Regions from separate parts of the Mus musculus genome. Here regions 2, 3, 4, 5, 6 and 7 are each linked to region 1. A link is a contact called in public Hi-C, HiCAR-type, HiChIP or PLAC-seq, Micro-C and promoter capture Hi-C data. All regions are on one chromosome and are shown on one strand. Each heading gives the region's core, a stretch centred on a gene start, on an enhancer-like site or on the middle of the called end of the contact. The rest is flanking DNA. Distances are from core to core; before and after follow the strand shown.

Region 1 (3,570 bases), core at 581-3,080:
GAGGCAGGGGGACAGTAATGTTTACACGAAGACTCAAAACACGCTTTACCGTGAACATTACAGCTTCTATGAACATTAAAAAATATAATGATAATGTATCTAGGAGACAAGTACCTGCCATTCTGATTTAATAGGTATTGGTATGACTGCAGGTTCCCTCGGACACCAACGAGCTTCACGGGGCCTGCCCGGATGTAGACAAGCCTCATCTTGAGTGGTGATCTGTACAGTGTATCGGAATGTTGATGTTTCTCCACGCGAGCCTGAGTCCTGCTCCCTCTTTCAGTCGCCCTGGAACCACTTCCCGCTTCTGTGGGGGAAAGCCACCTGCACTAGCTATCTATTGTTTGAACAGTTTGGTTCATGATATTTTGTACCAGCTAAAGAGCCCTTTCTTTCCTGTCATGACCAGGGCATGTTCTCCTTGCCTGCCCCTCAGAAACTTGAGGGGTTTGTTTGTTTGTTGCCTTTTTGTTTTGTTTTCTGTTTTGTGCTTTTCTCTTTTGCATTTTGCATCTATTTCTCCGATGACCCCTCCCATTCCTCATCTCCCGTGTTAGCAGGTCATTTACTTCCCTTGCGTCCCTTTTGAGAATGGGTGGGCACTGCCATCACTGGTGACGTTCCTGTGCCCACTGTACTATGCCCTCCTTTAAATATGTGCCAGGGCTTCCTCTGTGCTCCCTACCTCCTGAGACAGTGCTCACTGTATCATGGATGCTTGGTAAATATCTAATGAAAAGTGAATCTGTATAAAAGAAGATAGAAAATAATTCGGGAACAGTCTCGTGAGATAATATCTAATGAAAAGTGAATCTGTATAAAAGAAGATAGAAAATAATTCGGGAACAGTCTCGTGAGATAAGTCTAATCGAAGGGGGGGGGGACTCTTGATAGAATTAATAAAACATAATAGCACTTTATTGATAAATCCGACTCACACAAGTTCTTGAAAATAAACTTGCAAGAACAAGCATGTGTGTCTGCTGAGGTTGATTATCCTGGTTTGAGTCGACTGACTGACTGTGCTTGGTCTTTCAGACTCACTTTGGTCATGTGTTTTGTCCTTCAAACTAATAGCTTCAGCTTTGACTACTTCCACTGAGGAGGAACTTAAATGACCCAGGCCTCAGAAGTTCCCAACAGACCCTGCAGGGTCCCCAGTGTTTAGAAGCGGCCCTCAAATGGTCCCAGATTGATCCTCCTGTCTGGATGTATGGCTCCCGTGTCTCACGCTGGAGCACCCAATGCGTTGGTTCTCAAGCCGGTTTTCCTCCAGCATTTAATGAATAGCTTCTGTTTTCCTTTACTTCTGTTTCTGATACCATTAAAGAGAAGGGGGAAAGTTTGACTACACGACGCATACTACTCACAGGAGCATCTGGGTTTACAATTTACATCCCACCAAACTTTGCGTTTTGCTTTCATTTGACAGCGATCGGGGGAAATGGCGCGTCCAAAGTCCACCAAGGCCAGTCTGTGAGCTCCACGGTTTATTGGAGTCATAGTTTAAACAAAACCTCGACAGACTTAAATTCAAAGGAAACCCGACTCTCAAGTCAGGGGCACGCAATCAGAACGCAGCACTCAAAGTAGCAGTCTGTGACCAGAGAGTCGAGGGTAGGATTATAAAATATGAAGACAGATAAAAAGCAAGACAGAGCTAAATCCCCGCGGCCAGCCGACTCCTATTCATTATCTCCTGCCGCATATGGGACCATTCTCTTACTTGTCCTCGCCCTTTCTTCTGCAAAAGCAAAAGCGACCTAGCCTGTCCGGCTTCATAGCTACTCTTTGTGCCGGAGCGGAGTCTCTGCCACCGCCACCACTACTTCCTCCACCTCCTCCGGTCTGCTGCGGGCTCCAGTCCGGGCTCGGAGGGAAAGGGCTCCCTTTGCGCTGTGAAGCGGGTGCTGCGATTGGGCGACGGTCCCTGAGCCGCCAGCTCCGCGTCGGTTTCAAGGCTCCTCCCTCCCGGTGAAAGACAGACTGGGGGGCGCCTAGAAACCCGTTGGAGGGCGCGCGAGGGAGAGCAGAGGCTGCGAGTTGAGGGATTGACACAAATGGTCAGGCGGCGGCGGAGAAGGAGGAGGCGGAGGCGCAGGGGGGACCCAGGGCGGCTAGGCTGCCGAGAGTTGGGCGCTCCTCTGCCCGGCTGCGACCACTAACGCGGCGCCGCCTGACAAGAGCCACAGCCTGCCGCGGGCCAGGGAAGAGGGACGCGACCCCGGCGCGCCTGGACCACTCTTGCTCTCCTCGCCGCCCGCGCTTCATGAACCGCAAGTTTCCGCGGCGGCGGCGGCGGCTGCGGGACGCGGAGCAGAATCCCGGGGAGCGGGCAGAGAGCGGCCGCACCCCGACGGAGGGCACGGGCGACCAGCTCTCCCGGATCACAGTGGGAGCCACCACCCGCCGCGCCGCTGCCCGTCCCAGTCAATCCGCGCCGAGGAGGGAGCCGAAAAAGTATGGCTGAGGAGGCGGCGCCTAGCGAGTCCCGGGCCGCCGGCCGGCTGAGCTTGGAACTTTGTGCCGAAGCACTCCCGGGCCGGCGGGAGGAGGTGGGGCACGAGGACACGGCCAGCCACCGCCGCCCCCGGGCTGATCCCCGGCGTTGGGCTAGCGGGCTGCTGCTGCTGCTTTGGTTGCTGGAGGCTCCTCTGCTTTTGGGGGTCCGAGCGCAGGCGGCGGGCCAGGTATCCGGGCCGGGCCAGCAAGCCCCGCCGCCGCCCCAGCCCCAGCAGAGCGGGCAGCAGTACAACGGCGAACGGGGCATCTCCATCCCGGACCACGGCTACTGCCAGCCCATCTCCATCCCGCTGTGCACGGACATCGCGTACAACCAGACCATCATGCCCAACCTGCTGGGCCACACGAATCAGGAGGACGCCGGTCTGGAGGTGCACCAGTTCTACCCTCTGGTGAAGGTGCAGTGCTCCGCCGAGCTCAAGTTCTTCCTGTGCTCCATGTACGCGCCTGTGTGCACCGTACTGGAGCAGGCGCTACCGCCCTGCCGCTCCCTGTGCGAGCGCGCACGCCAGGGCTGCGAGGCGCTCATGAACAAGTTCGGCTTCCAGTGGCCAGACACACTCAAGTGCGAGAAGTTCCCGGTGCACGGCGCAGGAGAGCTGTGCGTGGGCCAGAACACGTCCGACAAAGGCACCCCAACTCCCTCCTTGCTACCAGAGTTCTGGACCAGTAATCCGCAGCACGGCGGCGGTGGTTACCGCGGCGGCTACCCGGGGGGTGCCGGGACGGTGGAGCGGGGAAAGTTCTCCTGCCCGCGCGCCCTCAGGGTGCCCTCCTACCTCAACTACCACTTTCTGGGGGAGAAGGACTGCGGCGCACCCTGCGAACCCACCAAGGTTTACGGGCTCATGTACTTCGGGCCAGAGGAGCTGCGCTTCTCGCGCACCTGGATAGGCATCTGGTCCGTGCTGTGCTGCGCCTCCACGCTCTTCACGGTGCTCACGTACCTAGTGGACATGCGGCGCTTCAGCTACCCGGAACGGCCCATCATTTTCCTGTCCGGCTGTTACACAGCGGTGGCGGTGGCCTACATCGCTGGCTTTC
Region 2 (3,722 bases), core at 1,141-3,640, 940 kb before region 1:
TCATAGAGCCTTGAGACATTAATGTACACAATGGCTCTCTAGAGTGAGGATACTGCCTATGATTTACCCAAAGTCTACTACATGTAACAGGCCTTGTGCACATTTTATTTGCACCTATTTAATAAAATGTCTTCACCCACAGTGATGGTTTGTAAATGCTTGGCCTAGGGAGTGGCTCTATCAGGGAGGTGTGGCCTTGTTGGAGTAGGTGTGTCACTGTGGGCATGGGCTTAAGACCCTCATCCTAGCTGCCTAGAAGTTCGTGTTCTGTCAGAAGCCTTCAGATGAAGATGTAGAACTCTCAGCTCCTCCTGCACCATGCCTGCCTAGATGCTCCCCTGCTCCCACCTTGATGATAATGGACTGAACCGCTGAACCTGAGAGCCAGCCCCAATTAAATGCTGTCCTTTATAAGTCTTGCCTTAGTCATGGTGTCTGTTCACAGCAGTAAAACCCTAACTAAGACACCCATCAAACAATAAATTTTGAAAGACTTGTAGTCACTCTGTGTCCTGCTTTGTTCAAGAGTGCCTGACACCCAGGACACAAAGCTCTTGGTGAATGAGAGCCAGAGAGCTCCAGGTGCTTAAAGTTCCTTTAGGCGCTATCATCTCAAAGTTATCCACTTGTATAATAACTTCAAAGGAGAAATTATGTTAACACCTCTAGGCCACTAGAGATTTATTTAATGAATTATTGCTGTGCTTCAGTGGAATAAATTACTTCAGGGAACTGAGGACACTTCTCAGAGAGTGCTTCATGACCTGGAAAAAAGGCTTGCGAAATCAACTTTATATACTTTGAAACTGTAACTGGAAATCACTGGTAAAGATGGCCACCGGTTCATGAACTGGACCGGGAGCCATCTTTGGAGCACTTTGGGCCAGCCTGGCATTTTCCACCCATGGAGGATGTTTGCTTATTTTAACAGTTCAAGTATGAAAAGCAGATACTCCTTCTGGAAATTGTTGACTCATTCATTCTTTTGGGAGGCAAATGGTTTCGCATACTATTTTTTTTTTTAAATAAACAGAGTCCATGTCTCAACAGCTTTTAAAGATATTTTAAATGTACAACTTACCTGTTTTCTGTAATAACTTATGGCTTTGTACAACTGAGAATAAAAACGTGATAACCTTTGCTAGACCTTATGTAATGCTTTTGTTTATGTGATTGGAAAGCTACATCTTCTCACCAAATGCTAAGGACACAGCAGTTTCCTCCACTGGTCCTCCAAAAGTGTTAGAAATACCCTGCTGTTTTCACTATTTGACAGTAGTTGAAGTGAAACAATAAACACTGATATAAAATGTAAGGATTTTTTTTCTCCCCGTTACCAAAATGGAAAGTATTTCCCAGTTGTCAGTCTTTCCCCCTAATACATCACTAACAGCGGAGTTTGTGCCTAAACTTTAAACCTCAGCTGTATGTATTTGGGGGTGGGGAAGAGATGCTTTTCACAAGGATCAAACAAAGAATGTTTCCCAGGTTGAACTTGCAGAGGTTAATCTGTGTATGCCTTTCAAAGGGGAAAGTGCAGTGCCCTGAGGATCGATCTAAGACCCTCTTCTGCTTTTGTTCTGATTTGTCTAGTTAATAAACCACCAAGAAAGATAATTTTTAAACCTAATTTGCTGAAATGAGAATTTACTAACGTCTGAGGGTGGGGGAAGTAAATTTGACAATTTTCGACAAATTGGTTTTATATTAAAAAAAAATCTCCACTGACACTTTTGACTAAAAAGGTAAATAAAAGATCCCCATCTACTTGTTAATCCAAAATCGGGGGGGGGGGGGATTAGAGAAAGCAAGGTGCCCTTACACAGCTCAGCGAACCCTGGATGCTCCAAGGCCACTGCAGCTCTCCGCAGGCACGCTGGTCTCCTGACTCGGCTTCACCTTCCAGTCCGCACAGAGCTCGGGGGCACCGGCGACAGGGAAGGTCAGAGTCCACAGACTAACCCCTACAGCCCACGGCTGAGAAGGGCCTCCAGTCCCAGGGAGTTTTAAAATGCGGTTCGTGGAAGGGCATTTCTGATCATTCCCTTTCAAGGACATGATGCAGCCGAAAGGGAGAAAAAAAGCGCACTTTCTTCGAGGTTTGTGTGGAACAGAGTAGGGAGAAGGGGGGTGGACAGGGAGGAGGGCACTAATCAAAGCCAAGTCCGGGGCGGCGTGGCGAGCGTCTCGGAGGTAGTGGAGTGTAAACGCGGGCGGGATCCACGTAGGGCTGCTCCCACGGGGGGTCTCCGCAAGATCGCGCGCAGGCGTGGGGACCGCGGCCGGGTGGGTCCCCACGCACTCTGCCCCGACCGACCCGCGCCCCCCTGCGCGTCACCGCCAGCCCTGCCTCCGCGCGCCTCCTCCTGCTCCACCTCCCCGGCGCGGCGCGGTCCGGCTCGGGGGCAGGAGGAGCTTGGGCGGGAGGAGCACTCCGTAGGCCCGGGAGCTCGGCGGGCCCTCGGCGCGGGGGAGCCACGGCGCTGCGCTGCGAGCGTGGCTCGGAGAAGAGGGCGTGGAGGTGAGCCGGGTGGCCAGAGCGCCGAGGTGGCCGATCCGGGGTCGCCGAGCAGCGGGTGCTGTGCGGGAGCCGCATCTTTCCTCCCGGATTCCGGGGGGGGCTTGGAGCTGGCCAGGGGGCGAGTGGGAGGGGTGCTGGAGGGCGTCCGTCGCACGCATTCCGCCCCCTTATCCCCGTCGGTCTTCCCAGAGCTCTGGGAAGTCCTCGGGTCCGGGCCCAACAGAAAGGAGGCCAGGAGAGACCTTGTCCCAGGTCGGATGTGCCCGAAAGGGAAAGGACCCGCAGGTTACTTTTGCCAGCCACTTTGGATTGATGCGGCACTTTTCACTGTCGTACAGCACTGCTTGCCAAACAGGTAAATAATGCCTGCAGTGGCTTTGCTTATAAACCCGGTCATGTAATCCGGGTGTGCTCAGGCCATTTTGCGTTTAGAAGTAATTGGTCTGGTCTTTCAGTGTCCTTAATTACCTCTGCGTCCCGTGTTCAGCCTCAGCTGAAACTTGTTGAAAATTATGCCCTAAAAATCTTGTTCTGAAAATAACATAGGGAGATAAAGAGATTTTATTTTTCCTGTGGTCGGGGAGAATTCCATTTATTATCTTCACTATCCTGTGAAGCAGGATTGGTGTCAGTGTTTACTCTTCAGGCAGATTGTTTGTTTGTTTGTTTGTTTTTAAGTAGAAAAACTTATTCTGACCCACATTTAATTATCGCCCATCACTGTAGGTGAAATAAAATTCAGACTCCTGCCCCCACTTCAACCCTCAGTACTTGATTACCTAAAGCCCCAGTTAACCACCCCACTGCTTGCAACCTTCTTCTCTCTAGTCTACCCTACCACCACCCTTTTAATAGTTTTTTTAATTACTTATTTACTGAGTTGATGTTTTCTTTGACACTGTACTCACCCCCCCCCCTCCATCCCCCGCATCCTCAAGATAACCTATTTGGAAACGTAAGATAGGAAAACCAGAGTGTTTAGCTGCACCGGGGCAGCTATCAGGCTGCCTGGAGATGCTCCTGAGATGGTGGCATTCACTGCGGTTTCTGCCTCTCAGCTAGTCTGGGCGGGGTGGGCTGGCTGGGGCTGGGGCTGGGGGGCAGTTTCAGCAGTGATAAGTTAGCTAATTGTGAAAGATGGGAATGAGGAGCTTCATGAAATCACTCTTATTGTACTGGTACTATGGAAAATGCTCTTCTA
Region 3 (3,375 bases), core at 215-2,714, 910 kb before region 1:
TAGAGGAAGCCCCAGCCAGTTCCTTTTTCTTTTGAGATGGCTAACTTTGGTAAAACTGTTCCAAAACAATAATAACAAAAAACTACACATCATGAGCTTCTTAGTTTTTATATGTACACTTGTTAAAATGGGCATTATTCACACCAGGAGGTGCAAAGTTCTGCATTCCTGACGAGCCCCTAATGGCCACACAGTTAGGAAACCCATGAAAACCACTTTGAGTAGCAAGGATCTAAAATGCTTAATCTAGATAATTTACAAAATTCTTTCATTTTACCTTAAATCAAAATCTAGCCCTTGACATTTTCATGAACACTTATTGAACACCTTCTATGATATTGACTAGAAGGACCAAGAGTATGGCCTTCAGACCAACTACATCAGCATCACATGGGAACTCACTATAAAGGCAAACTGGAACCAGACAAGGTATTCACAAACATGCCTACCTACATCTCCAGCATGTCACAGGCTGGGGACACACAGCCACACCTTCACTCAGCAAGTAAGCAAATTAGTGGCTATGTACAAATTTTTAATTGCCTTAGTCTCAGTAGCATAACATGGTTGGGCTATTTCGTCAATAAATTCCACTAACTATACAGTGAGCACCAAAAAACAAAACAAAATAAAAGACAAAAAAAAAAGAGCATGCCACTAAGCGTGACATCTAAAACAACAGAAAAAATACAGGCTTCCTGGGAAAGATCAGGCCAGACTGTTTCATAGAGTGTAAGCCTTCTGAAGATGGTAGCATGAAGTTTGTACTCTATGAAGAGATCACAAGGCGACTGAGTATGAAGTGCGTGAGACTTCTGTCCCTCTTGCTTCTCAACCTACTAATGAATAAAATAAATGCTATCGTAGAAAAACAATTACAAAACTGGACTGTTGATTTGCCAGGTTGGAGAACACATCCTGTGAAGAATGTCAGTGTCTTTCTCTGGTTGCAAAAACGAGAACTTTCCATCCCAGGCCATACTAGACACCCAACCACTCTACTGCTCGAAAGATTTTCAAAAGTCTGTACTATGCCTTATTTGTTTGTCTAACTGTTCAATTAGGCCAGTACAAAAGTACAACATATATATATATTTGTGTGTGTGTATATATACATATATATATATATATATATATATATGTATATATACACACACACACCTGGGAAATTAAGCTACACTGACTGGTCCTATCTCTGCAGAAAGGGTAAAGTGCTCAGATTTCAAGATTATGCCAATCACATCCCTCAGAATGCATCTTACCTCCAGCTCATACTCCTCCGCCCCACACAGGCACTTATTAAGCAAGGGCCATTGCTACAAGACTGAAACACTAAGTGCATACCGCGATCTCAGTCACTGGTCTCCTTTGTCTCCCGCGCCGCACACCAGCAGACCCTCTTTTGGTGAAGTTTGGCTCTCCCAGCTTCCGTAAGCCCCGCCCCTAGCAACGCCCGGGCTTGTGTTAGCAACTGGAGCGCGCTGGGTGCCTTGGTCCTCCTGTGGGCACTAACAGCAGTTGGATGTCCGCTATGTTGCTGCGGCGGGGGTTACGACAGAACTTTCGGGGTCTTTCTCCTCCCTAGCTCAGCAGCGTGTTTTCTGCCAGGGCTCGTGGGTCCGTGGCTGCGGACGCACCTAAGACCTCAGGCTCCCACCCCGAACCATGTCCACCGCGGAGGCCTCGGCCACCACGGCCGACGCCGCCGAGGCGGGCGGCAGGACGAAGACCGGCAGTCCCCGCACAATCCCGGTGTTTGGGGTGGCGATCCCGGATGGGGAGATGCAGGTACGGCCGGGCTGTGCAGCAGGAGCGGAGAAGGGCATAAGGCTCCAGGGCAACCCAGTGGAATGAAGACCAGAATGAGATTTGGGAACCTGTGGGATGGAGATAATGATAGCCCAGCTGATCCCTGGAGGCTAGTGAAGAGGGGACTGGATGTCGTCAACCAATCTGTCTGGGGACTCTAGCTGCGTGGTTCTCATAAAGGGCGCGGGGGGGGGGGGCGAGGGGGGGAGCGCTCTTTCAAGTGTGGCCACGACAGGAACTGACATTGATTTGATAACTAGATCACTGTGGTGGGTTTTTGGTCTATTGATCCGTTATAAAGTGGCGTTCCCTGGGTTTCTTTCCTGCTAAATTGCCTGCTTCTGAAGCTTGCACTCACAGGTAGGGCAGATGCTGTTTGGAGAGCTGGGCACAATTTTCTTTGTTGTGTTTATACTTGTTTTCGGGTTTGCTATTGTTATAAATGTAAAGATTATTAAAATTGGGTTGAGGAACCTCTCTGCATTGCCCCCACACTAATGGTGTGGGGGGCCACTATGGGAATTCCTGTTGAGACGTCACAACTCCCAGACTGCGTCAGGAACTCTGTCTCCTGTGGCCACATCCTGGAGCCTTGGAGAGTTACTTGGGAGCAGTCAGTTGGCTGGGACTACTTCTGTGGGAACTGGGTGGAGCTCTCTGAGGGCTCTCACACATGTACGCCAACAGCCCTCAGAGTAACTACTTTTACATAAAGAGGGGATGCCAGGGGAATTTCCCTAATCAGTTTTGTGGAGGTATTCCTGTACAAGATCGGAGACGTGTGAGTGATCACCGCTTTCCACTCTCTGGGCTACAAGGAAGCTAGGCATTGCCACTATATAGGTGAGTTTGACTCTCATTTTTCTTTGGGCAAAGATTACATGACACAGACAAACGAGTTTAAAGACGTTCAATGGGTCATTGCAAAAGAAAAAAGAAGTTCGTGACATAGGAAGTAACATAGCTAGAAGTGTCTTGTGTTCATTCCTGCCTCTCCTTCTATGAGTATTCATATTGTTAGAAAGTACTGAGAGAATCAAAAGGCAATTTCTTCCTAAAGAAATGGAATAGAAAACAATTCAGAATTAGGAGAAATCTTGGTGCTCTCTCATTCCTCTTGGGTGTATTGCTTGCAGTTGCCTTTACAAATAAAGTGTCTTTAAGTCCACCAGGAACTAACTGTAGCCACCCAGTTCCTTTACTCACTGTGGGGCCTAGTGTTCCTAGTAATACTTAAGACGATAACCTTTAGTCCTCTGTTCAAGTCAGCAGAGAGACCTTTGGACGCTTCAAAATTCAAAGCATTCCACTTTTGCCTGTATGCAAGAAACAGCTAAACCATTCCACCAGCTATGAAATCAAAGACATGTGGAGATAATAATGAAGATTAAGATGGAGATTCTGATAGTACTGATGTTCATTGTGTTCAGCTTAGTGAAGGCCTGGAGACTGCTCAGTGGGTATGGGTGCTAGATAGCCTGACTTCCATACCCCAGAATCCACCCACGTGTTCAAAGGGGATAACTGACTCCTCAGTATGTTCTCTCGCCTCCACACCCACCTCCC
Region 4 (3,544 bases), core at 664-3,163, 860 kb after region 1:
CAGCCTCTGAGACTTATTGATGAATGAGTTCACTCTTTCTAATTCTTTTGGGACTCTGGCTGGCTGACTCAACTTAGCTGTTCTGGCTCAAACTCCCCTTCAAGCTGATTGATTTAATCTGCCTTTTCTCACTTCTGACTGAATGACTCTGCTTGGCCTCAAACTAATTTTAGCAATCTGTTCTAATCTTCTGGCTCCTTCTCATTGTCATTTTACCTATATCTAGTTCTTTTCTCTCTTCAACCTATCTCTATAAAACTCTCCTGGTAAAACTTCCTCCTCCCTCCCTCCATCCTTCCCTCCACATCTCTTCTCTCTCCTGAGAATTGATCATATCCTTATTCTGTCAAATGTTTCTCTGATTCATCATGTTATCTGCCATTCAATAGATATCACATTCAAACATGAGTGCTTCCTTCTACAAACTAACTTTACTTTCATTCTTTGGGATTAATGGTCTATAATAAGGGCATGTTTGTATTCCAGCTAGAGGGATTAACAGTATGTGCTAAGGGCATGCCTGTATTCTGGCTAGAGTAGACATGTTGTTAAATTAAAATCCTTCTACACACCTTGAGTGTAATTACAGGAAGATGTAAGATTTGTATAATTGAAAAAGAGGTAGCAAGAACATTTGTTTATTGAATCCTGGTGCCAATTGATGGTGGTATTTTATGTGTGGGTTCTCTTAGAGGAATGGAGGGCTAATTTCTTCTCACTCTAATTAGGTTTGTTGAGACTTAGACATTAGTGGTAAAGTAAGGGTCTGTGAACTTCTCAAGGAAAATCTAGTGAGGCAGACAGAAAGGGCACAATAATCAATATTACTAATTATATCATTATTATTAGTCTTTGGTTGTAAGAGGCCAGGGGCAATTCTGAAGATAGCATAGACATGGCATTTGAACTACACATTGAGTCTAATTCCCAAGGATTTTAAGTCTAATTTTAGGGAGGGGTTCATCTTGACTTCCCTACTCTCCTCCTTCCAAGTGAAGTCATTTAAAGTCTCAAGCATCATTACATGTCACCATCCTTTCAAAAAACAAATGGTGTTTGCATAGCAACACAACTTTCATACAAAGTTGTCTTGAAAGAAAGAAAGAAAGAAAGACCCTTAAGGAAGATGAGAACCCCAAATCAGCCTCTTGAGAAACATCATCTACCACACTGCTCTTAGTTCTCTTTACCTCTTCTTTGCCCCTCATCTTTCTCTCCCTGCCCTTGGTCTTCCCAACCTCTCCAATATCTCAGCTGCACCTTTTCCTCATTGATATCACTTTCAAGAGGACTAAAGCCATCTCCTGGTGTTCATAAATGAAAATCCATGGGGCAGGCTGAGGAGAGAATATTCAGGCAGAAGCGAGACCATGGGAGTTACGGTCCAGAAGGCAGAGGTTGTCTTGCTTTCCGCAATACTGGTGAAGGTAAGCCACACGTGCACCATAAATAGCTACTGAGTAATCCCAGGCAAGGAATAAGCTGTGATCAGTAGTTTCACTTTCTGGGTAAACTGATTATTAATAATTTAAATTCCCAAATAGAAATCTTTATTCTTACAAACACCAAACCAAACAGAAAAATGCAAAAGAATTTGGGGGAAATAAAAACCAACCAACCTACCAAACAAACAAACAAAAACCCCCAAGGTCTATAAAGCAACCTAAAAGAAAGAGATCAAACTGAACCTGTTCTTTGGTACAGGCAGAATCTCAGCCCCAGCCAGAGGGAAGCCTTGGCGCCGCCCTGTGGTCTCGAACCAGCCCAGAGCCCAGAGTCCCCGCAGCCACAGTCTCAGCCGCCCCCTGCTGGGCTCCCGCGGTCAGGCGGCCGAGGATTTAGGCACAGCGCGCCGGGCTAGTGACGTCACCTCTGCGCCAGGCCGAGGCCGGAAGTCAGCCGTTACTTCCGCACTCCGCTCCCTCCCGGGCGTCCAGAGGCGGAAGTGAAAGGTGTCTACCGGGAGCGTTGGTAGGAGCGCGGATGCAGTGTGCGGGCTGGGGCTGGGGAGCTGCTGGAGCCTTTGCGAGCGGCTTGCGAGTCTCTGCTAGACAGGGCGATGAATGGCTAAAGGCCATTGCAGAACTGCCCGAGGGAAGGCGAGCCTTCGATGTGGGATTACGGCGGTTCTGAGTTTAGACTCATCAAGCCCTCCACACTTCGTACAGCAAAGAGCTCGGCATTGGCTCGGAATTTGTAACTTTAGGGACAGTGCCCACCCTTAGGTTGTTGTATATATAGGGCATTACGAAATAATGTATGTGTAACGTGGGGTTCTGGTATTAAAGTGCGTTTGCGATTCCGCTACCTTCCCCCCATGCGTTGCCGTTTTCTTTTTATTATGACTGAGAAATGTTTAGTTTGCGAGAGGTTGTGCATCTCACAAAAATGATTTGAAGGTGTCTAGCCTGGATCTCTTTATTCTCTACTACATTGGTTGTATTTTTGCCTTTTTCTTTTTCGGATTGGCGGTGTGGTGGTAGAAACATCTGGCCCTTACCTTTTCTGGAAATATCCAAAGTCTCTCATCTTAACGACAAATCCGATGCTGAAGTGTAGTTCTAAAACAAACAAACAAACAAACAAACAAACCAACAAACACTCTCCACTTAAATGCTGCTTCAAAAAATTAGCTGATTGTGGTACCCCAATGCGAATGATTATCAGTTTTCTTTAAAAGCCTGTGAGCTTTCCAACTGTGGGACAGAATAGGACGTATATCTTCCTCCTTGGACCTCACTCATTACAATCATGGAGATTTTTGTGATATTTGCTAAATTTAACATTCCTTTTAGAATGTTGTTTATTTTTAGAGTAAGACTGGAGTCAATTCAATATCTACCTTTGTTTTTTAAATTGCATTATGCTGTATAGTTTCCCGGCTGAACAATCTGTTTTTAAATGAAGAGTGTGTTTATACAAGGCCTTGCAATACAACTAGGATTCAAGAAAATGACCCTTTCTGAAAGAAAAGGCAGTTTAACAATATGTGAGACTTTAAAAAGGTGTGTGTGAGTACAGGCACGTGCACTTGCTGGTGAGTCTGATATAAATGTAGTTAGTACTGGTAGGAGGAAGGGGTGACCAAGAAGGTGATGGGAATATGAGAATAATGAAGACAAACAATAGGACATGCTTCTAATGGAGAATTTAGGTTTATATAAAAGTTATATATGTATATGCATGTGTATGTGACAGGAAAGCAAGGTCAGCTTTGATATGTTTAATGAACCCTTCAGCTAGTGTTCTTGGCAAACTCTTGTCCCAGGTTTAAAACCTAACAACTTTGAACTAGAAAATTAATTCCTCCTTCTTCTTTCTGGGGTTGGGGAATTGAACTCAAGTCCTCATGCGTGCTATGGACGTATGCTGTACCACTGACCTACCTCTGATTTACACCACATTCCCTCAACTATATCATTTTGAAGATGGAAAAGAGTGTAGAATTATTGCATTGTAACCAAGCAAACAATTTGGTAAACTGAGGTAGAGATTGATGTTGATAGGTGTTGTCCAGAGATTTGTGTAAGCATATACATATATA
Region 5 (3,754 bases), core at 707-3,206, 830 kb after region 1:
CCCTCACACATATTTAGCACAGAATATATTTAGGGAAGGGAGTAGAAATTATGAAGTAGTCAATAAGACATCTACCTTATCTGGACACAGTAGCTCACACACAGAATTCCATCGCTCTGAAGGTTAACACAGAATTGCCCTAGAGTCTGAAGCCAGCCAGCCTGGACTACACATTGATCTCTAGGCTCACCTGGACTATAGTCTAAGATTCTGCTAAAGAAAGAAAGGGTGGGAGAACAAGAGAGGAAGACTGCACACTACACCTCCAATTCCTTCAATGCTCTGAGCCCGGTCAGTCCCTTGGGGTGCACAATGGGAAGCTAAGCTGGGCTTTCCCTCCATTTATAGAATGCCACAGAGACACATTCAAATCTTGACCTTACACAGAGGATGCTTATGGGAAACCAACTAACTATATTCTAGAAATACAAGATTAGCTATTGCACACACTCCTTTAACAAACTAATGCTGAGCATGTACCAACGTCTCTCTCCAGTAGGGCCCTTCACTCATTACTGACCTGCTTCCTTTGTTAATGATGTGAGAGAAGAAAAAAGAAAGGTAGGTGCCTTCGTTAGGGTTACTATTGCTATGATGAAACATCATGACCAAAGCAATTTGGAGAGGAGAGGGGTTTATTTAGCTTACAACACTTCCATATCACAGTTCCAAACTAACAAGTACAATAAGCTTAAAATATAACTTAATTATTCCCAGTAACAATAAGGTCTTAAAAAAAGGCACTATATCTTAAAGGTAACTTCATTTTTGGGAGCAAGGAGGTCCAAAGGTAAGCTCAAACAGGTAATTTTACAAAGAAATCATTCTATTCCATTCATAACAGTGTCAAATTATTTAGTAAGCCCACTGGAAGATGCCTACATATAAGTCTGGATTATACATGACTTGCCATACCCGCATACCCACACAAAATCAAACTTACCAAATACATAATAACAAATACATTATCTAAAACAGCAATTCTGTAGGTGTTTTAGTCTATGGAACCTTTCGATGCCCCGAAGTTCCATTCCACACATTACAAAAGAGCCTGCCATGACAAAGACCTCAAGCACGAATATACAAAGAACGGCAAAAACAAAAACAAAAAACAAAAAACAAAAAGAACGCCCCTACAGCCAAGTTCACAGCTGGCACTTGTGGCACACTCAAGACACTGCCGAGGCAGCTGTCACAGGCCAATCACACACACACACCAAGAGTGCCAGCGTGACACCTCAAGAAGGCAGGCTGATGGTCAGCGCAGGGGTGTTCCCGGAATAAAGAAAACCCTAAACCCTTGCTCCGGAAAGCACAAAGCCTGGCCGACTCCCTGAACTCCCTTCAGAAAGTGAAAGGGTGGTGGCTGCGAAGCAATTCCTTAGCAGTTAACAGCCGGGGTGAGAGGGGGTTTTGTGTGGCACCGGGGAGAAAGGAACCAAGCCGAGCGGTGCAGTCATCAGGTCTCCAGCAGCAGCAAGAGAGGGCGGCTCTTCAGCCCCAGCCGCAGCCCCCTAGCCCCAGCCGCAGCCCCGGCCCCGGCCCCAGCCCCAGCCCCAGCCCCGGCCCCGGCCCCGCGGCCCGGCCTCTCCCCCAGCCTCCGCCCCGGGTCACCGCCTCCCGACGCGGCCCGTGGCCGCCGCGCTCCTACCTTCGCCTTGCCGGCTGCCAGCTTCCTTTGCCTCTCCTCGTCCTCCATGGCGTCTGCAGGGTAGGCTGGGACGCAGTGGAGAGGAAAGATCTGTTTAGAAAGAGGCGGACAGAGCTCCGTGGCCACCCGGGACACGCTGGGCGCTCACCGGCGACTCGTGCCGGCCTGCACGGGCCCCGCGGTCACCGCCGCCATCTTCGTCTCCACGTAAACACACGGCGGCCGGCGGGGCGGAGCGGGCGGGCGGGCGGCCGGCGCAGCCGCGAGCGTGGCCCGGCAGGTGCTTGTGCGCGCCCGGCTTGACCGGGGCGGAGGGAGGGTCAGGGTCCGGCGGCCCGACACCCACTGCTCCGGGGACCCGGTGCTCGGAACACGCCGCGCTGCATTTCCAATTCCAAAGCGACCGCGGCCTCACAACAAGGAGCCGCAGTGGAAAGGGCGAGGGCGGAACCTCCCCCCTCCAACCCGGGGAAGCCTGATCCTTCCTTCACCCCAAATCCCTCCCTCAGTTCCCCCACAGGTTCCCTCTCAACCCATAGTCTTCTCCTTCGCCTTGCGCTGGAAGAGCAGCCTACGGTAGAGCCTTCTCCCAACTCTTTGTTCTCTGGAGTGAAGCTGAGACACTCCTAGGGGCTTCCTTCTCCTTGGCAACTGTGTTCCTAAGGAACTCGAATTCGGAATCTAAGTTGGGAACAAAGCCAGTCTACCCTAACTTTCCCTCCTCCAGCCCCCCATTAGTTATTTATTCACTTTACATCCTGACCTCAGCCCCCCTCTCCTCCCATCCCCCCCACCCCACCATGACCCCTCCTGGCTTACCTCTCTCCCCTTCACCTCTGAGGTAGACATTACCTCAGGTAAAGGGCTGGAAAAAGGTTTTCCAAGCAAAAGGGACTATGTTAACTTTGAACTTTAAAGACCTTAAAACAGCTATGGTTCTCTGACTTTACCTGGAGTTCTTGGACGAGCTGCCTAATATTTATGACTGCTCCTGGAATGTGAAAACACTCAAACCTTTGTCCTTTCTATTTCTTGAAATGGCTACTGTGAAAGATTATGCCCAATAAACTTTGTTACATTTTATTGAGCCGTGCTTATAAATCGATTCTTAACATCTTTCCTCCCCCACCTGCTCTGGCAATCCTTTCTTTCCCTTCCCTCACTCCCTCTTTCCCCTCTCCTGCCCCTCAAATCCATTTCTGGAGTGAACGAACCATTTTAGTGTCTCAGATTGAGCCTTTCTTCTTTGTTTTAACATAGGTTTGGACTGAAAAATTAGCAGGTAAGAACTAAAGATATTAGTTTAATCATAGAAGTAGTGTTAACTGGATATACATATGAAAGGGGGAGACTAAAAACCTTAGCTCTATCAGACACCAAAAATGTTTCTAGTACCTGTAATTTAGAAATCTTATATTTCAAACATAATTGTGCCAACCTAAAACAATCAAGTGTGTATTTGCCCCATTTTCTCAGCTGGAATTGGGGACGTGAGAACAGACACCTCATCATAAGAATAAAGGAAAGTAAAAGAGGCTGATCTAAGAGAGGCGTGTTTTTCTCGGGAGCCCTTTGTGGCTCCAGGTCTAGAATGAAGTGTTCTAAACTGCCTGGAGTTAAGTGATGCTCGGTTGATTCTGATTGCCTAGGAGGAGCAAGCCCAGGATATCTGACAGACTTCCTGTTTGTTAATGGGCTCTCCTTTCTCAGTGGCTCAGCAGGTCAACTCTTTGTTGCAATCTGTTCCATCTTAGTAACTAAAGATGTTAGTGATCTGCTAAATGTTGCAAGATTATTTCTGCATTTCCCTTTAGATCACTTATATCAATTATATGTACCTGTCTCAGGCATAAACGCTGCTCAGTGACATAGCTGATCTATTAGAAGGGCACATCTGTGGAATTATGGCCATCTCTTATGATACCTGTTCAATCGTGTCTCCATGTCATGTATTCATATAATTCAGACAAAAGGAAAATGGTGGTTTATATGCCTCCTTTTATAGAATAAGAAACAGAAAGCTTGAATGGTTAAACCACTTGACAACTTCCCATGGTTAGGTAATGGAAGTCATAGCTAGTGCTGCCAAGCCGTGAATTTGAG
Region 6 (3,715 bases), core at 682-3,181, 960 kb after region 1:
TAAGATTATGTGCATCTTCTCCTATTGAGCTGGAAGAGGCAGCCTAGTTAGGGGGAAGGGTCCCAAAGCCAGGCAACAGAGACAGGGACAGCCGAAACTAAAGGTCTTTCCTTGAAGACGTTTGAATGAAACATTAGGATGAAGACATTTCATCTTGTTTAAAGTTTTGAGGATAGTTCATGGAATTTTTTTTTAGATAAAAAAATTTTAATAAGAACATTCTAAAAATCCACTACATGCAAAAGAGCTGCCTATAGAAAAAAAAAGGCTTTTCTTAAAACTTCCTGTTTAGCAACTGCTTTTCATCTCAGATTAACACCGACTAAAACATAATAAACTATAAACAAGATATATACATATGTATGAAAGCCTTAAAAACTGCAAACCTCTTAAAAAGACACTGTATTATAGACACTGTACAAAGAACATGGCAACTATAGAAAATGATGCTTTCTATAAAGTACCTAAAGGAGAAACTAAGTAGTTAACTTTCTGCACAGAATTTAAAGTAAACCAATTCTTATCTCAATCAATTCATAAGAAAACGTCTATTAGCAAAGTGTTTCATTTGTGAATACTCATTATATATTTTAAATACTCATATTTTAAATATATAAAACAAACTTACTGCTAGCAACATATTCGCAAAAATTCTTTTTTTTTTTATTTTAAGTTTATTTTTAAAAAAGTATTTGTACTGGAGCACTTAAAATAGTCTTCCAATGACATAAAAGGAAACAAAGGTTGAAGCCAGGAAAACAACAAAAGCTACCAGCGATGAAGGTGAAGCTGGTGCAACTGAAACCGACAGGAAGAGAGAACTAGTCAAAAGAATAAAAATAAATAAAGCCATTGCTAATATGCTATATGGCTCACTGCACTGGAGAAATGCTCAGGCATGAATGATATGCTGCCTAAAAAATGAGGACTTATGTAAGTGGAGATGGTTCATAACTTGGAGGGCTGTCTGCGATTTTTTTAAAAAATATGCAGGGATATTGTTGATTTTCATTATGATTGACAAAGGAGAGGCATACAATTTTCACTTAGTGCCCACAGCAGGGGTAATTACTCCTTTGTGGGTCAGTGAGTTTGTTTACAATAAAGACACGCTAAGTTCCCTGAGAGAGCAGGACAGGAATGGAGCTGAAATCTTGAGGTCGGCCAACCACATCAAGGCTTCTGGTGAAGTTACAAAGACCGAGGGGAGGAGAGAGCAGAGAGTGCAAGCCAAAAGGAGACATAAAGGAAGAACTCGGATAGATGGGAGAAGACAGCTACAATCGATAAGCTGTCACTGTCCTGGCAATGACAACACTGCCTGGGAAGTCTTTCCCTTGGCACCACCCACCAGTGCTCCCCTACCGGGAAAAATGCAAAGCTGCTTTTGCTCCAAAAGTTCCCACCCAAGAGACGCCGGTGACTTTTCGGTACCGGCGTGTAAGAAACAACACGCCTTGATGCAGAGCCTCGTGGGCGAGCTTCGGTGCTCCTGCCGTTGGCTCCAGCCGGCGTCTGGCTCTTCTTGCCTTGCTTTCCTTGTTTCCGCCAAGGAAACGGGAAAGACTCACCCGGGCGGGCGGCGGATCCTCTCCCGAGCCGCTACATCCAAGTCAGTGGGTGGGGCGGCAGTCGAAGGATGGCGGAGCCAGCCCGTCACCGTTTTCTCATTCCTTCTGCCTATCTAGGAGGCCCACCCCAACTTCCTGTGGCAGGAAGCCCCTGGATTGTCACCAAAAGCCGCCCCGCGAGTTCGGGTCTCAGGGCACCTGTTCCCCACCGTCCTTCCTCTCCCTCGGCTCCAGGAACCCTTCAGCCTCTCCACCAGCTTCGGGCTCCCAAAGGCCTCAGCTCGCCATCCCACCGCTACCGGCGCCGGGCAATAACTTCCGGGGTTACGCCCCCAAGGCCGCTTCAGGTTTGCGGCTGAAAAAGCTTCCGGGTCGGCCCGCGGGGAGCCGCCGTTCGTGCCGGTCCGTGCCACTTCGCGCGGCGGCCGCAGCTGTCTGGGAGCGGGCGACCGTGAGCTCGCGGGGTTTGGCGGCAGCCGAGCCCGACGCTAGCTATAGCAAGGACGGGGGTCGGGGAAGGGAGGTCGGCCTCCGCGGCTGCGTGCGCACGCGGCACGACCATGCGCTGGACTTGAGCGAGCGGCGGAGGCAGGCGCCACCGCCCCCCTCCTCCATAGCCTGAGAGCGGCGGCGCGCAGCGGGAGAAGATGGGGGGCGCCCGCCCAGTGTGAGCTCGCCGGGCGCGTCGGGCTCGCGCAGCGCTTCCCGCGGGCCTCCAGCGCGCATCCTCCGGCTCCCGCAGCCGCCGCCGCCGGCGGGTGGGTGGGGCGCCGAGTGGACCCGAGAGGTCACCCGCTCGGCGCGAGAGCCAGGTGGCCGCGACAGAGGAAGACCTGCAGATCTGGGGGGAATCGACGCGAGCCCGGTCCCGGCCGGGAGAAGTAACCGTAAGTTTCTGCTTCGCGGCTCGGCTCTGGCCGAGGCAGTCTCGAGCCTGCCTAGTTCACGCCCTTCCGCGTCTCTTGCGAGGGTTGCCCTGTCACCCCTTCTCTCCCCGTCCCCGAAGGAGCACAGCATCCTGTCTGCCCTACGGGGTTTCTCGCGCTCGCGAATTTGCAAGCCTCCCGGTTTCCGCGGCGCGTCCCATCCTCCACACACGTCTACATAGCCTTGTCCCTCTGTCCTCAAAAGATTCGTGCCCTCCTTCATTTTCTGTAGAACCCCGGACCTCACAGTCTCCGCAACCCTTGTTGGGACCTGGAAAGCCTTGGATTCCACTAACTCCGTGGACCTGAAATAGTGAGGAGCGACTAGGTTAAAAGTGCTCTGTAGGACTGTCATGGGTGGGGATAGGTGCAGATGGCACCACTGAACCTTTATTTGTGTTGCTTTTGCCACCCAAACAAAAGAATGAACGCTCCTCTGTACCCTCATTCCTCTACGTATGTGTGAACTGTTCGTACATTGATGTTTGAGTCGGAGGTAATTGAAGCTACAGCTGTAATGAAGCAGGTCTTGAAGAGTTTTTATTCTCACAAGCGTCATTCTTATGGAACGGCATGTTGAAAAATCTTTGGATTGAAAGACCCATTCAGGTTTACTAGTAAATGTGAAGACCAAATGTGAAAACATCTGGAGTTTTAGATAGTGTACTTTGGATGCTGTTAATTTCTTACTGTTTTGATTACTGTTTGACTAGGCTGTTTCTCGTTAAATTTTAGTTTGCATTTTTAGGTTGCTTTTGCAGAACTTTCCAGAAATTAGATTAAAATATAATTTTAATACTGTCAGTGATTAGACAGCTGTCAATGCATTAACTACTTTTTAAGGTACTATTAGAAAGCAAATGATAATTCTAAAAATAATGTTACTCTGTACGGTGTAGGTTCTGTTAATATTCTGTAAACTAAGGTAGTATGGTAACATTGGTGATTTTTTTTTCTTGGAAATTATTTCTTTAGGAACAATAAATATGTTTAGTCACCCCAGCAAGCCGTTTAGCAGTTTATCTTGGGCTGTAACTTTACACTTCACAGTTTAGTTTGAAGCAGACGCAGAAGATGTAGCTCCCACAGTCTGTCTGGAAATGGACTTTCCTTGGCACAGAAGCCCAGCACTGTGCAGACTTGAGGGCATTGTTGAAGGTGTAAAATCAGCTTCTGATGAAGAAGCTCTAAGGGTTTTCCTCAGGGAATGGCTAGCTG
Region 7 (3,261 bases), core at 460-2,959, 990 kb before region 1:
CACACACAGAGTCACCCAACCAGGCCTCCCCATTCTCTGGGGCCTCAAGTGTCTCAAGGGTTAGGTGCATTCTCTTATTGCAGCCAGATTAGGCAGTCCTCTGCTGTGTATGCCCTACTAGCTATTTTTAATTTTAATTCTTTAGCCACATTCATGTGATACAGAATGTGCCGGTGACGTTCAGCCTCTCTTTACCCGGGTCTCCCATCATAATCAGTCTCACTTGCATCTTCTCTACTTTATCTTTCACACCACATTACTCTCTTTACTTCTAAAATGGCAGTCAGATGCACTATAGGGTCCAGAAATTATCCTTCAAAGGCACATGGAGTCATCAAACCGGGAAGCCCTTGACCCGGAACCACATTACAAAAATATTCAGGTTGGAGACCCAGCTCAGTTGGTAAAGTGTCCTTGTGACTTACAGTTGGAACCTGCAGAGCTCCATTGTGGGAGGAGGGCAATCTCTGGACTTGGAGCTACAATACAGGTTTATTTTGAAATCCTCCCAACCCTTGCTTCTTGGGACTGCCACACCTAGTTATCATCTGACCTCCACGTGCATGCAGTAACATTCATCCACATACCTACAATAAATAAATAAACAAACAAACAAACGTGATGAAGGTATTTGAGTGCAGTTTGGGTGTACAGACTTATTTATAGGACCTAATTTATTTACCCTTCTGGTGTATCAACTTTATTCTTAAGATACACGCCAGAAAATGGGAAACTGAAGAACAACTGCGTGCTGGGAACAGAACCCCTGTGGTTGTGAGTCTTAGCCCACTAACTAGAAGTTTCCCTAACCCTCGGTCTAATGATTTTCTTCCTTGGAAATAAAAGCTGCAAGCGTCTATTTTGCCACAAGGTGTCAGGCCGGGGTAATTTAATCTTCAAAGGCCTTTTACACTATCTGATGGGAGTCAGTGAACCCAAACATTATCCACGGAGCACTAAGACACGCAGGACAGTGGAGTTCAGATCATCCCTTTAATTCCAGCACTCGGGAGGCAGAAGTAGGCTGATCTCAGAAAAAGAGGAGTTTGTGACCCAGGGTCACATTAAAAACAACACTCAGGTTGGAGACGCAGCTCCACCTTGGTCGTTAGTGTCTAGAGTCTGAGTTGAATCTGCAAAACTCTGTGGTGAACGGAGGGTGGTCCCTAGCGTCAGAGCTACGGGTTATTTTTAAATCCTCTCAACCCTGTGCTTCTTGTGACCACCACACCGAGGTATCATCTGACCTCCACGTGTGTATCATAATATTCATTCACATAGCTACAATAAACAAATAAACCCGGTGTAAAAGTCACTCACAAACTCAGATTCATCCTCTGACTGTCCTAACAGCTAGTCGTCTGAGAAACTGCTCTGTTGGAAGAGCGCTCCACCGCGGACGGCGTAATCGCTACAGAGCAGTTGGTCTCCAAGTGTGGGATCCAGGATCACTACAGCGTCGCCCGGCAACAGGCGAAATGCACAACTGCAGATTTCGACCAGGTCCCAGTCGGTTTCCAGTGAGCCCTGCTGGTGACCCTGGGTCCCCCTTGCACAGCCAAGGATTCGCCCCCGGCGACGCCCCTCCCACGGCGGCCGCAGCGAAGCCCCTGGGTGTGAGCAGGAGCTGGTCTCCGGCAGGGGGCGCTGTGCGCGCGGCGGCCGAGGGGCGGGGTCTGCGGAGCGGGCTGTGCTGGGCAGCGAGATTCGGGCTCCGCGTGGGACTGGGAGTCCGTCCGGGCAGCGAGCGCCTCGCCGTCGGGTCCCACGGAGAAGCCGGTGAGTCCCGAGTCTCGTTCGCAGGCCGCTTGCTCCCCGCCTCCGCGGGCCTTGGGAATCTGCTGCGGGCCGGGGAAGGGGTGAGGCGGGTCTCAGGGGCGGGCGGTGGTGCTCCGGGCAGCGGGGCGCCCCTTCGGCCCCTCGCGGATCTCGGCGAGCCCCGCGGGGAGCAGGTCTCCGCGGTCCCGGCTCTGGAGCTTAGGTCAACTTTGCAGTCAGGTTGGGTTCCCCCGGTAAGTTTGCCAACTTGGCAGTTTCCGCAAGTTTGCCTCGCTGGATGAATGACTCGTCCTGCTGTTTGAGCTGGTTTCTTCATGGAATTTTTTTTTTTTTTTTTTCATTTTAAGTCTTTGGAACACCGGTCCTACTCTTTCGGGATCTGAGTAGGATTCGGGTTTAAAATAGTCAGAGCTTTTAAATAAGGCACTCTGGTGAAAGCAACTAACAGACGTTTGTAGTCCAAGAATTTAAGTCCACTTCAAATTTAGTTATGCTGTTCCGTTGAGGTGGGGGATACATCCACATCTCGATATAAAATCAAGGGAATGTATTTAATATTAATGTTAAGCACTTGGGGAAGCAATGCTTTAAGAAACAGCCCGCTGTAGAACACCTTCCCCTCTTCCAATAATTAACTGTGGCAAAGCAAAAAAATACATTTGAAAGACTCGTGGGACATGCACTGCAACCCACAATGTATTCCAGTCACTGGGTTTCTTGGATTCTAAACTCCTTCCCATAAACATGAGTCTGTTGGGCTGTGTCAATATTTAGCAGGAACAACAAGCCAGCCAACCTAATCCAGGAAAACAGAAATCACTATTTAATGGGGAAGAAAGCTGGAGAATGTTGGTTCAAATCCTGGAGTTCTTGACATCTCTGCACTATGCTGTTTCCTGCTGAGTTTGCTGGACAGCCTGATGAAACCTCTCCTGTAGAAGTGTAATTATAGGTGTAGCTAAGGTCTGGTGGAAGAAGGCATGATTTATTTAGCTGATAGTTTGTTTTCCTGGTTTCTGGGCATACAGTCAACAATCACCTTTACGGGCATTGGCTCTTTTCCTTAGCGATGCTCCTCAGAGTGGTACCATGCAAACAAATGGCTAGGCATCTCCTCTGGGCCACTCTGTCCTTCCACCCAGAATCTCTCAGCAGTGGCTGTCTGTCATGTCAGCAAGCACCAACAACTCACTGCAGGTCACAGGACTGGGTAAAGAAAGGGGCTCTCATCCGTTTTCTCCACTTCCTTTCCAGAGCCACCATCTGTCTATACACTATTATCCTTTAAGATGTATGGCATTACCACACAGGTCTTAATGGAGCGTTTCCCTGTCCTAAACTTTCTTTGAGAACAGACTTATCATTTAACTTTGTATTTCCCGTGTCTGCCATCATTGTTCAGTGTGATTAATGAATTAACAGTGAACAGCTATAGATTTATGCTTCACTATCTTAAACATTGTGAATCACAAAACTTAAAAT

What was found. A called contact is a pair of places that touch in the nucleus more often than the background predicts. HiCAR-type assays count read pairs that join an accessible place to other places. HiChIP or PLAC-seq counts read pairs in DNA pulled down with a chosen protein or histone mark. Capture Hi-C pulls out chosen DNA fragments and counts their contacts.
Region 2: a contact with region 1 is called in a promoter capture Hi-C map of adipose tissue, with 2.6 times the contacts expected there. The contact joins the promoter of Steap2 here to the promoter of Fzd1 in region 1. A contact is called at or near these places in 4 of 39 promoter capture datasets (the 3T3-L1 cell line, embryonic stem cells, liver and 1 more) and 1 of 9 other capture datasets (adipose tissue).
Region 3: a HiCAR-type map of astrocytes shows a contact between it and region 1, with 2.2 times the contacts expected there. The contact joins the promoter of Cfap69 here to the promoter of Fzd1 in region 1. A contact is called at or near these places in 1 of 39 promoter capture datasets (hippocampal neurons) and 1 of 115 datasets of contacts at active chromatin or transcription factors (astrocytes).
Region 4: a contact with region 1 is called in a HiCAR-type map of astrocytes, with 2.9 times the contacts expected there. The contact joins the promoter of Mterf1a here to the promoter of Fzd1 in region 1. A contact is called at or near these places in 4 of 39 promoter capture datasets (the 3T3-L1 cell line, hippocampal neurons, liver and 1 more) and 3 of 115 datasets of contacts at active chromatin or transcription factors (astrocytes, embryonic forebrain and stem cell-derived neural progenitor cells).
Region 5: a contact with region 1 is called in a Micro-C map of embryonic stem cells, with 7 times the contacts expected there. The contact joins the promoter of Akap9 here to the promoter of Fzd1 in region 1. A contact is called at or near these places in 12 of 39 promoter capture datasets (the 3T3-L1 cell line, 3T3-L1-derived adipocytes, cranial neural crest and 8 more), 1 of 484 Hi-C or Micro-C datasets (embryonic stem cells) and 3 of 115 datasets of contacts at active chromatin or transcription factors (astrocytes, pancreatic cancer cells and stem cell-derived neural progenitor cells).
Region 6: a contact with region 1 is called in a FOXA1 HiChIP or PLAC-seq map of pancreatic cancer cells. The contact joins the promoter of Ankib1 here to the promoter of Fzd1 in region 1. A contact is called at or near these places in 3 of 39 promoter capture datasets (the 3T3-L1 cell line, hippocampal neurons and liver), 2 of 484 Hi-C or Micro-C datasets (both in embryonic stem cells) and 2 of 115 datasets of contacts at active chromatin or transcription factors (embryonic stem cells and pancreatic cancer cells).
Region 7: a Hi-C map of muscle stem cells shows a contact between it and region 1, with 2.5 times the contacts expected there. The contact joins the promoter of Steap1 here to the promoter of Fzd1 in region 1. A contact is called at or near these places in 3 of 484 Hi-C or Micro-C datasets (embryonic stem cells and muscle stem cells) and 1 of 9 other capture datasets (adipose tissue).

The regions. Positions count from the first base shown.
Region 1 is chr5:4,756,476-4,760,045 of GRCm38.p6, reverse strand. It overlaps Fzd1 (frizzled class receptor 1), which reads left to right and starts at 1,830. Exons shown (of 1, transcript NM_021457.3): 1 at 1,830-3,570. The coding sequence starts at 2,466.
Region 2 is chr5:5,692,757-5,696,478 of GRCm38.p6, reverse strand. Steap2 (six transmembrane epithelial antigen of prostate 2) reads left to right here and starts at 2,390. Exons shown (of 6, transcript NM_001103156.2): 1 at 2,390-2,521. The region is part of intron 1 of Gm40262 (a long non-coding RNA gene); the gene reads right to left.
Region 3 is chr5:5,662,321-5,665,695 of GRCm38.p6, reverse strand. It overlaps Cfap69 (cilia and flagella associated protein 69), which reads left to right and starts at 1,464. Exons shown (of 23, transcript NM_172447.2): 1 at 1,464-1,788. The coding sequence starts at 1,666. It overlaps Steap2 (six transmembrane epithelial antigen of prostate 2), which reads left to right. Exons shown (of 6, transcript NM_001103156.2): 6 at 1-867. It overlaps Gm40262 (a long non-coding RNA gene), which reads right to left and starts at 1,319. Exons shown (of 3, transcript XR_868231.3): 1 at 1,263-1,319.
Region 4 is chr5:3,892,302-3,895,845 of GRCm38.p6, reverse strand. It overlaps Mterf1a (mitochondrial transcription termination factor 1a), which reads left to right and starts at 1,913. Exons shown (of 2, transcript NM_001013023.2): 1 at 1,913-1,971.
Region 5 is chr5:3,926,388-3,930,141 of GRCm38.p6, reverse strand. Akap9 (A kinase (PRKA) anchor protein (yotiao) 9) reads right to left here and starts at 1,956. Exons shown (of 48, transcript NM_194462.2): 1 at 1,652-1,956. The coding sequence starts at 1,699. Gm51438 (a long non-coding RNA gene) reads right to left here and starts at 1,553. Exons shown (of 2, transcript XR_003955841.1): 1 at 1-1,553.
Region 6 is chr5:3,801,340-3,805,054 of GRCm38.p6, reverse strand. It overlaps Ankib1 (ankyrin repeat and IBR domain containing 1), which reads left to right and starts at 1,931. Exons shown (of 20, transcript NM_001289527.1): 1 at 1,931-2,458. Krit1 (KRIT1, ankyrin repeat containing) reads right to left here and starts at 1,890. Exons shown (of 17, transcript NM_030675.3): 1 at 1,572-1,890.
Region 7 is chr5:5,747,765-5,751,025 of GRCm38.p6, reverse strand. It overlaps Steap1 (six transmembrane epithelial antigen of the prostate 1), which reads left to right and starts at 1,709. Exons shown (of 5, transcript NM_027399.3): 1 at 1,709-1,779. Gm46900 (atherin-like) reads right to left here. Exons shown (of 2, transcript XM_017321192.2): 2 at 836-2,575. The coding sequence starts at 2,095. The coding sequence ends at 1,412.